Linked DNA regions of Gasterosteus aculeatus: region 2 is linked to region 1. The links are chromatin contacts, called in public Hi-C maps. All regions are on one chromosome and are shown on one strand. The core of a region is the stretch at or near the end of the contact, and the rest is flanking DNA. Distances in the headings are between cores, read along the strand shown. Region 1 holds the start of LOC120819375 (matrix metallopeptidase-21). Region 2 overlaps LOC120818874 (C-terminal-binding protein 2).

Region 1 (4,029 bases), core at 657-3,156:
CGCACTGATTCACGACCAGCTCCTTCAACTCTTCCACACATTGCACATCCTGTCGACAGCAAAAAAGGACATCAGAGGAGTACATTTTCTAAATGATCAGATCCCTCAAAAGCCCACTAGTCTGTAGGTTGGAGTGTGCGCCAAAGGGTTAGGGTTACCTTTCTCTCAGTCAGGTTGAGCAGAGTGATGAAGCCAAATACTTCGTCCGGGTCGTCATCGTCGCTGTCATCTGGCACCTCGGCTTGCTGGAGCAGGGGACAAGAGACAAGTTAACACACGGTAACGAGCTGGAAATTCCCCTGGAAAATGTGGGCTGAGGTTAAAACGCACCTTGATGACACTTCCAACGTGATTCTGTTGAATGATGAGATCTGTCATCTCTGAAGTATTTACATGGGCCTTCAGGAAGAGCTGTATCCAAACGCAACAGAAGTGAGGCCATGCTTACAACATATAACATATGAGCGCGAGAGAAAAACACACACACATACATATATATATGGCCTCAGACCTGTTGTAGGAGTCTCTTGACACCATTGAAGTCGTTGACCGAGATGGTGTGGGCTTCAAAGTCAACCATGACCTCCTGGTGGCAAAACAAAAACAAAGCAGGGAGTGACGTAAGTTGAGAGCAACACAAAACGCCTGCATGTGGAGAAAGTATTGATTTAAGTACTTCTGTTACACTATTTGGGTAGCTTTAGTTGTTTGATATAATTATCGAATGAGTGAGTCATTTTAGTTTCACTCAAGTAACATTAGTAGTAGTAGTAGCAGCGTTTTTTGACACGCACTGTAAAATCCTTTACTAGCTACATTAGCCATAATAACCGACGTTAAGTAACACTACCATAGCTACTTAACGTTAAGTCAGTTTGTCCATGTTATTAACACTACGTCACGTTACCTTTAGCCAACAGCTGAGTTGGCTAAAGTTAGCTAGCTGGCTAGCTAGCTAGAAAGGCCATGCGTGGAATTTACGTTCACTGAATCATCTTTTCTTTTTACCTCGTTGATCTCCTCCTCTGACGCATCGCTGTCTTCCTCCCCGGAATCAGCATCCGCCTCCGAATTCTCATCGGAGCTGTTTTGTCTTTCCTCGGGATTTTCTGCCAAACCTACTGCTCTTCTCTTAGCCGAAGAAGCCATGCTTACAAACAGGGAACACGAGTTTGAACCGAGTGGGCGGGGCTATTGCTAAAGTCCAGCTCACAGCGAGGTAGGAAGCTGAGGGTCCAGGCCGCCATTATGGCTCTGAATATACACGACTTGCCTCTTGCCGTAGGAGCCTCGGAGCCGCAATGTGGCCTTGTTGCCCTGCGCGAAAATGGAATGAACCACTTCAGAAAAAGGGGACAGCTGTTAATTGAAATATGCATACTACTATGGATTTGTTATTAACAGGCTGATTGCATGATGTCGTTTAATAGTTTAGGCGTTATTCATTGTAAAACAATATGTATTATTGCAGAAAAAACGTAATTTATTTTCAAGTTAGTGAAATGTTCAATGCAATATCCCCCCTTCTTGAACCTGGCTGAAAGTCGTTATGTAGTCAGCGGTAGCGACAACTCAAGGTACATGCATATCGTGTAATATGTTGTCCTTTTATAGTGTCTGTTGTAATTCACATCATTGTACTAAACAAGCCGGGTAGATTTACTGCTTATTATCCCGACGCATTACGGACAAGCTCTAATAAGCGGCGGACGGTTACGAGCTAGCTAAACTGTCTTTCACAATGCCTTGCCGATGTAAACAATAACAGAAGACATAGCCACATTGCAGCTAACGCAACATATGTTATACATGCATCCAACGACAACGTGTGACATGAATGGTTTTCATTTTCTCCACATCTACAGTTCCACAAAAACATGACTCAACAGTATTGTTATCGGTAGGTTGCATATGACAGTTTTAGGGTGTAGCTCGCTGTGTCTTCACGCCCACCGTCCTCACGCTTTTTGCAGTTCGGAGCATCTGGCTTTGGCTGTTTTCTTCTATGGCAGCATAATTGAAATTTCACCGTGGTTTGATCTGTTGTATTCTTCCCAATTGATTTCATCGCTCCAGCTTTTTAAAGGCCTTGCCAATATGCATGTGCTGCTTCTGAAAGAGCCCAGGGATGGAGAGTCTGGACCGGACCCTTACATCAAGGTGAATGCCCTCCTTGTTAGGTGCCGTGTTCACATATGTTTTTGCACCCAGAAGGCATTGACTGGAAGTTCTTCTTTTGATTCCTCAGGAGTTGGCAACACGTGGACATAAAGCAACCCTGATTCCTGTGCTGTCTTTTAAGTTTGTCTCATTAAACACATTGTCCGATAAGGTAAATTCTATTAATATGGGTTCATTGAATTTTTGTATCTTTTGTCTGCAGTTTAAGATGTCTTCTTTTTCCCAGCTTTTCCAACCAGAAAAGCACGGAGGTCTTGTATTTACCAGTCCAAGAGCAGTGGAGGCCGTACAGATGTGCTTAGAAGCAGAAGAAAGGAGGGAAGGTGGGCACAAAGGAATCACGTTTTAAAATAATAATATAATTGTTGCACCCTGCACGTCACAGGTTTGTCAATCGAAGAGAAGAGTCTTATGAATCCTGTGTACCGTGTTTCTCAACTTCAACTTCACTTCCCGCTGATTATTTCAGAATGGAACAGCTCCGTTAAAGAGAAATGGAACAGCAAGTCCATCTATGTGGTCGGTAAGGCAACTGCTGCACTAGGTGAGTTATTGTCACTTATGAAACCCCTTTTCTCCTTATTGAAAAAAAAACAGCCTTTTGTGATGTCAATTCTAATTGTAGCAGAGTGTGGCGGGCACTTGGTGCTCACAGAAGTGTGCGAGGTGTTGTTACCACCCTCAGTCATTTAGAAGTAGGTCGCACACGAGTGACAGTTTGGCGCAAGGTGCAGCACCTGCCTGACGTGTGCTTTAACGTCTCCCTTTCGTGACTCTTGATGTCTTTGTTGTCAGTTAGTTGTGTATTTAGTAGCCAAAGCAGGTGGACCGAGCTGAACTCAATCATTCGTTTGTGTGATCATTTGATAGCGTGTTGCTGACATCGGCCGTCCTTTTTCTGTTGTTATAGTAGGGAGTCTGGGTCTGAAGGCTTTGGGCGAGGACACGGGGACAGCAGATGTCCTATCACGTCTTATCATTGAACGTACGATATGACTTTATACGCCCGCATTCTTCACGGTTCAGTTTAATGGGACTTTTACCATTTCTACGCTAACTAATACGACCTTATATTTTATTGTCTTCGTTTTCATAGGAGAGGACACAAATATTCCACCGCTTTTTTTCCCCTGTGGCTCAATTAAAAGAGAAGTGTTGCCCACGGCTTTAAAGGGAAATGGTAAGTGTTCTCCTCTATTGTGCCTGAAGATCTCAAGATTAAGACTCAAGGTGATTAAAGTCCCACCGGGACTACACCAATTATAAAATAAAAAAAATTGCGCTACATCTATCACGGCTGGGATCTCTTTCTTTGTTTTCCAGGAGTTCCCCTTGAGACGCTGACTGTCTATCAAACCGCTGAACATCCAGATCTGGAGAAAAATCTAAAGAACTATTTCACAGAGCAGGTACAGCCCCACTCCTTCTGCACTTCAGAGAAGGACCTTTTCTGCACGTAGCAATACTCGGTTGGTCTGTGCACTTGCAGGGCGCTCCGGCCAGCGTCGCCTTCTTCAGTCCGTCGGGGGTGAAGTTTTGCTTGGAGGCGGTACGGAGGCTGTCGGGCGACCGGCTGACTCAGATGGAGGTGCAGCACGCGTAAAAACAACGCATGATTCTTCTTCGGGGGGCCGCCGACGGGTCACTTAAACTCCTTTTGTCTTCCAGTTCGCAGCCATAGGGCCTACTACGCGGGACGCCATGACGGCGGAAGGCCTGCGCGTCAGCTGCACTGCAGAAAAGCCGACAGCCGAACACCTGGCAGCAGCGATAGCCAAAGCGCTACAGCAACCCCCCGCGGGCCGCAGCGCTTAAATCCATCCACTTTATTTTCCGTCTTTCTTTGCC
Region 2 (4,029 bases), core at 427-2,926, 80 kb after region 1:
AACGCTGTGGAGTCCAGATCAGAAATAAAACATAAAAAAGGGGGAGAAGGAGGAGGAGGAGGAGGAGGAGGAGGGGAAAAAGGGGAGGAGGGGTTGTGCTGGAGTGTGTTGTGTGTGCAGATTCTATGAAGTGAAGGGAGTAAATTGTGCGAGCCCGGCGAGCTCAGCCCTGCATGTCGGAGCTGGCACTTTTGTTTCAGAGCGAATCATTTTCCTGCCGCAAGATTTTTCTTTTTTTTTTTCCGCTCCCGGTGTTATTATCCGCTGAGACAAAGGCAGGCGGGACGGCGCCGCAGAGAGGGAGAGACCCTCGGTGAATAGATGCTGCGCAGCTGACAGCGGAGGAAGCGGCACAGAGGGTTTCCAGCCATCGCGCTCCCCGACGGCAGCCTCTTTCTTCCTGGGAGATTAAGGAGAGAAAAAAAAGACAAGGACAAAAGCGTCCCCCCGTGTCTCCTCCCCCAACACCCCCCCGCCCCCCACCTCCCACCTTCTCCGACCCGCTACCGTCCGATCGCCGGCCTGCACGCCGCTGGTGTGCGGTGCTTTTTTTTTTCTCTCTCTCTCTCAGCCCTGAAAGGCTGAGGACTGGAGATGACGCAGCCGGGGGCTCAGTGAGACATCGCTCTCCGCGGAAACCCCTTCCCCTCACCGACAGGGCCGGGCCGAGAGGAGCAACTCCAGGGGTGGGGGGTGGGGTGGGTGGAGGAGGGGAGAAGAAGGGGAAAAGAGGAGAGAGTGAGAGAGAGAGGGGGGGGGACGGGACACCCTCCTTTGGATTATTGCGGAGGGTCCACTTTTCCCTTTTTGTTATTTATTACCCCCCCCCCCCCTCTTCCCTCCGCTCGCCTCAATCATCTTCTGCGCCTGCTGTGATGCGTAGTTTTTAAGACGAAGAAGAATGTGGAGACAACATTTTCCAGGCAAGCAGCATGTTTCCTGTTTTCTTGTCTGGATGTGTAACAAAGTCTGGCATGGGGGAGGGCGGGAGGGAGGGAGGGGGAAGAAGTGTGTATGTGTGTGTCTGTGGGTGGTGGGTGCTGTGTGTTCGGGTAAAGGTGGCCCATCAGTCCGTCCCGAGTCGCCGCACTTGGCTCCAGGTTTCCCCCCTGCGGTCTCGGGCTCTGAAAACCCCGCCCCCCCCTGTAGCTCTGGGCAACGGCAAAAAGAATAAAAGAGCGGGAAAAAGGAGAGAGGGGGAGGAATGGGGATGCTGTTGACACCCGCTTTTGTCCCCTGTGTGGGCCCTGCCCGCCCAGGCGCACAGAGGGTACCATTTAAAACAGGCGTGCGCTCATTTTCTTGGCAGGGGGATGCATTGGTGCGGCGGGCAGCCGGGTGGTGACAGGGGTGGGGCACCGGCAGTGCAGCACAAGTAGCCTTTGTGTGCTACTTTTGGGGAAGTGAGGGGAGGGGGAAGGCTGCCAACCCCCATCACCCCCCACCCCCCCTACACACCCTCACCCTCTTTACCCCTTTCTTTAACCACTACAACTCTGGCAGTGACCTCGTACTGTCACCGGCAGATGAAGGGTCCGTGCGTGGTTATGGCAGGTTTTGTGTGTGTGTGTGTGTGTGTGTGTGTGTGTGTGTGTGTCGGAGCGAGGAAGTAAACCAGAAGTACAGGCTCTGGCAGAGCGCCATGTGAAAAGGGGAGGAAACTCCAGCGGGGAAAACAAAGTGTTGTTTGACCAAACGGCACATCTGTGCGCAGTGCCAAACTTACTCCGTTACTCCAGAGCGCTTGGCGGCTCCTGGCAGCCCGCCACGGTGTGTGTGTGTGTGTGTGTGTGTGTGTGCGTGTGTGTGTGTGTGCGTGTGTGTGTGCGTGTGTGTGTGGGTTCTATTCATTTGTTGACACAACCATGCGAGTGCATTCCTGTTGTGTTCATTCAGATCTCACTTTGCCGTGTCGACTTTTGCCCCCCCACATGAACGAGTACCGCACAGATGTAGTACATATCAAAAACATATGCCGATCATTTTGGGCTTGAGCTACAATTATTCAATTTAAAAGGCTCAATTTGTAGTGATTATGTTAGATGATGTTTAAGTATTATTATATATATATATATATATATATATATATATATATATATATATATATGTATGCTGGAAAGCTTAACTGAAAAAGAGAAGAAACTAGTGAAACTGTCCCAAACTGCAGAACTTCACGCAAAATTGTGGCGTTTTTCCTTCTCTCTCTTTAATTAACTTTCGGTTGCCAGTGACTTTTGGTCTTCGCTGCTAGAAAGAATCCAGCTTTTCTGCCAACCTGTAGCTGCTGTCAGAACTGAACGCTACCCACAATGCACACGGGCACACATCCGTATTGCAACCCCTCTGACCCCCCCCTGTGGGCGGGGGCGGGTCCCTCCCGCTTGACAGGCGGGGCTCAGCTTGGCACGGTGAACGGCCGTGACTGTTGGCGGTCAGCACCACCAGCAGCCGGCACCGCCCCCCCCCTCACCCAGCTTTGTTTTCAGGAAAGGATCAACCCGCAAACAGCAGCTCCGTGGTTGCTAGGTAACCACTGGCAGCCTGGATGACGATAGCCTGGTGGACGGCTCGTCCGGTCCCCCCCTCCTCACCCCCCCGTTCCTGTTTCGCCCTCCCGCTTCGCGTCCCTTTGCTTTTGCTTTCGGAGGGCCGATGGTAGGAAGAAAGTCCTCGCTCCCTTCCCCGCATAATGGAAACTCTGGCCTCATCTCCCGTTGCGCCGCTCTGCCGCGTCCTGCTGCCAGACTCTGACTAAGTGTTGCTGGCTCAGGAACCGCGGCCTCCAGCCCGGGCCGGGTTCAGGTTCCACAAGGATTTCTCTGCAGGAATGGTTAGAATTAAAACGCTGGTGACTGAAAGAGCCCGAGCAACAGCAGGAAAGCGCGGCGGTCTAATTTTGTTAGTGCTAGTAAGTAATCGAGTAGTTAAAAAAAAGGCTTTTTCACTGGAGACCTAGATTTCCAAAAATAATTTTAGTCGTGACCCGGTTCTCATTTTTGCGGTTCTGTGAGCTCATTGACAACGATGTACTCTAATGTACTGCTTTTATACTGCTAACTAAGCTTTTATTTTAAAAAAATCTAACGCTTTTAGAAAGTAGTGATTATTCCGTTTGACGTCGTCATGTGGTACTTTTACTCCATTACCAGAACACAGATATCCCAAAAGAATGATTCAGGGTCGAGAAGTTGAGGGCACACTAGGAAAGAACACAAAACAAAACTCAGAGCTATGGGTACTTGTGAGGGTTTAGTTGATTTTTTGAGGCATGCAATGACATTTTATTGGGAAGAAATGATTTACAGCCCATATCAGAAAGCAGGATGTGTGTGTGTGTTACATGCATTTATTCCTTTGGCAGGTAAACCCGCGACAACAGCTGCCCCTCTCAGTGAATATTTTTCCCAAATCGTCTCTCACACACACACACACACACACACACATTTGCAGCCTGGAAACAGTTTAGCAACAAGCAGAGGAAGCGAGGACACAGAGGAAAGGAAATGAGGGGGATTAATTAATGGAGAAGTATAGAGCACTCTGCCTCCTGCGGTTCTGCAGTGGACCGCAGCGCTCCACAGCTCCCTGCCCTCAATGGCCACACTGGAAGACATTCTGTCAGTTTACCAACAGGGGGAGGGCGTGTCGCCTGTCGCCCCCCCCCCTCCCCCGCTCCCCTTGCCCGAAGACATCATTTCCTCTCCGTCAAAATCAGCGAGAGTGAGAATCAATCTGCCACACGGGAGGACACACACACACACACACCTAGAAAGAGGGAAGGGAGCAAGCTGATGGGAAAAGGAGGAGAGGGAATGACAGTCGAGGTGAAGTGATGGCAGAGAAAGGAGGAGCGGTGATTACAGCTGAAGGAATGATGCGCAGACACGCAGCGCGACCACAGATGTCAGACGTTGCTGTTGCACGGTGGGGGGGGAGACGAGATCTGGGAGACGACGTGAGGAAATGTAACGGCGGCAGAGTCGATGGGGGGTGAGAGGCCGATAGGTCAGGGAGGCGGGAGAGAAACCC

The links. Hi-C and Micro-C count contacts between places; a contact is called where the count stands out from the background.
Region 2: a contact with region 1 is called in a Hi-C map of tail fin, with 2.3 times the contacts expected there. The contact joins the enhancer-like site here to the promoter of LOC120819375 in region 1. A contact is called at or near these places in 5 of 6 Hi-C or Micro-C datasets (liver, skeletal muscle, tail fin and 1 more).

The regions. Positions count from the first base shown.
Region 1 is chr5:11,318,056-11,322,084 of fGasAcu3.hap1.1, forward strand. LOC120819375 (matrix metallopeptidase-21) reads left to right here and starts at 1,907. Exons shown (of 15, transcript XM_078103385.1): 1 at 1,907-2,160; 2 at 2,249-2,332; 3 at 2,408-2,504; 4 at 2,651-2,725; 5 at 3,092-3,166; 6 at 3,278-3,361; 7 at 3,505-3,590; 8 at 3,671-3,746; 9 at 3,850-3,895. The coding sequence starts at 1,912. It overlaps bccip (BRCA2 and CDKN1A interacting protein), which reads right to left and starts at 1,334. Exons shown (of 7, transcript XM_040176708.2): 1 at 1,009-1,334; 2 at 512-586; 3 at 331-411; 4 at 159-245; 5 at 1-49. The coding sequence starts at 1,149.
Region 2 is chr5:11,398,450-11,402,478 of fGasAcu3.hap1.1, forward strand. All of the region lies in intron 2 of LOC120818874 (C-terminal-binding protein 2), which reads left to right. Among protein-coding and RNA genes, the nearest start is that of zranb1a, 28 kb to the right of the region's middle. Within about 2 kb of position 1,677, at least 8 of the 9 cell types and tissues checked have open chromatin away from gene starts, as enhancers often do. A contact at or near this core is called in liver, where this site is marked.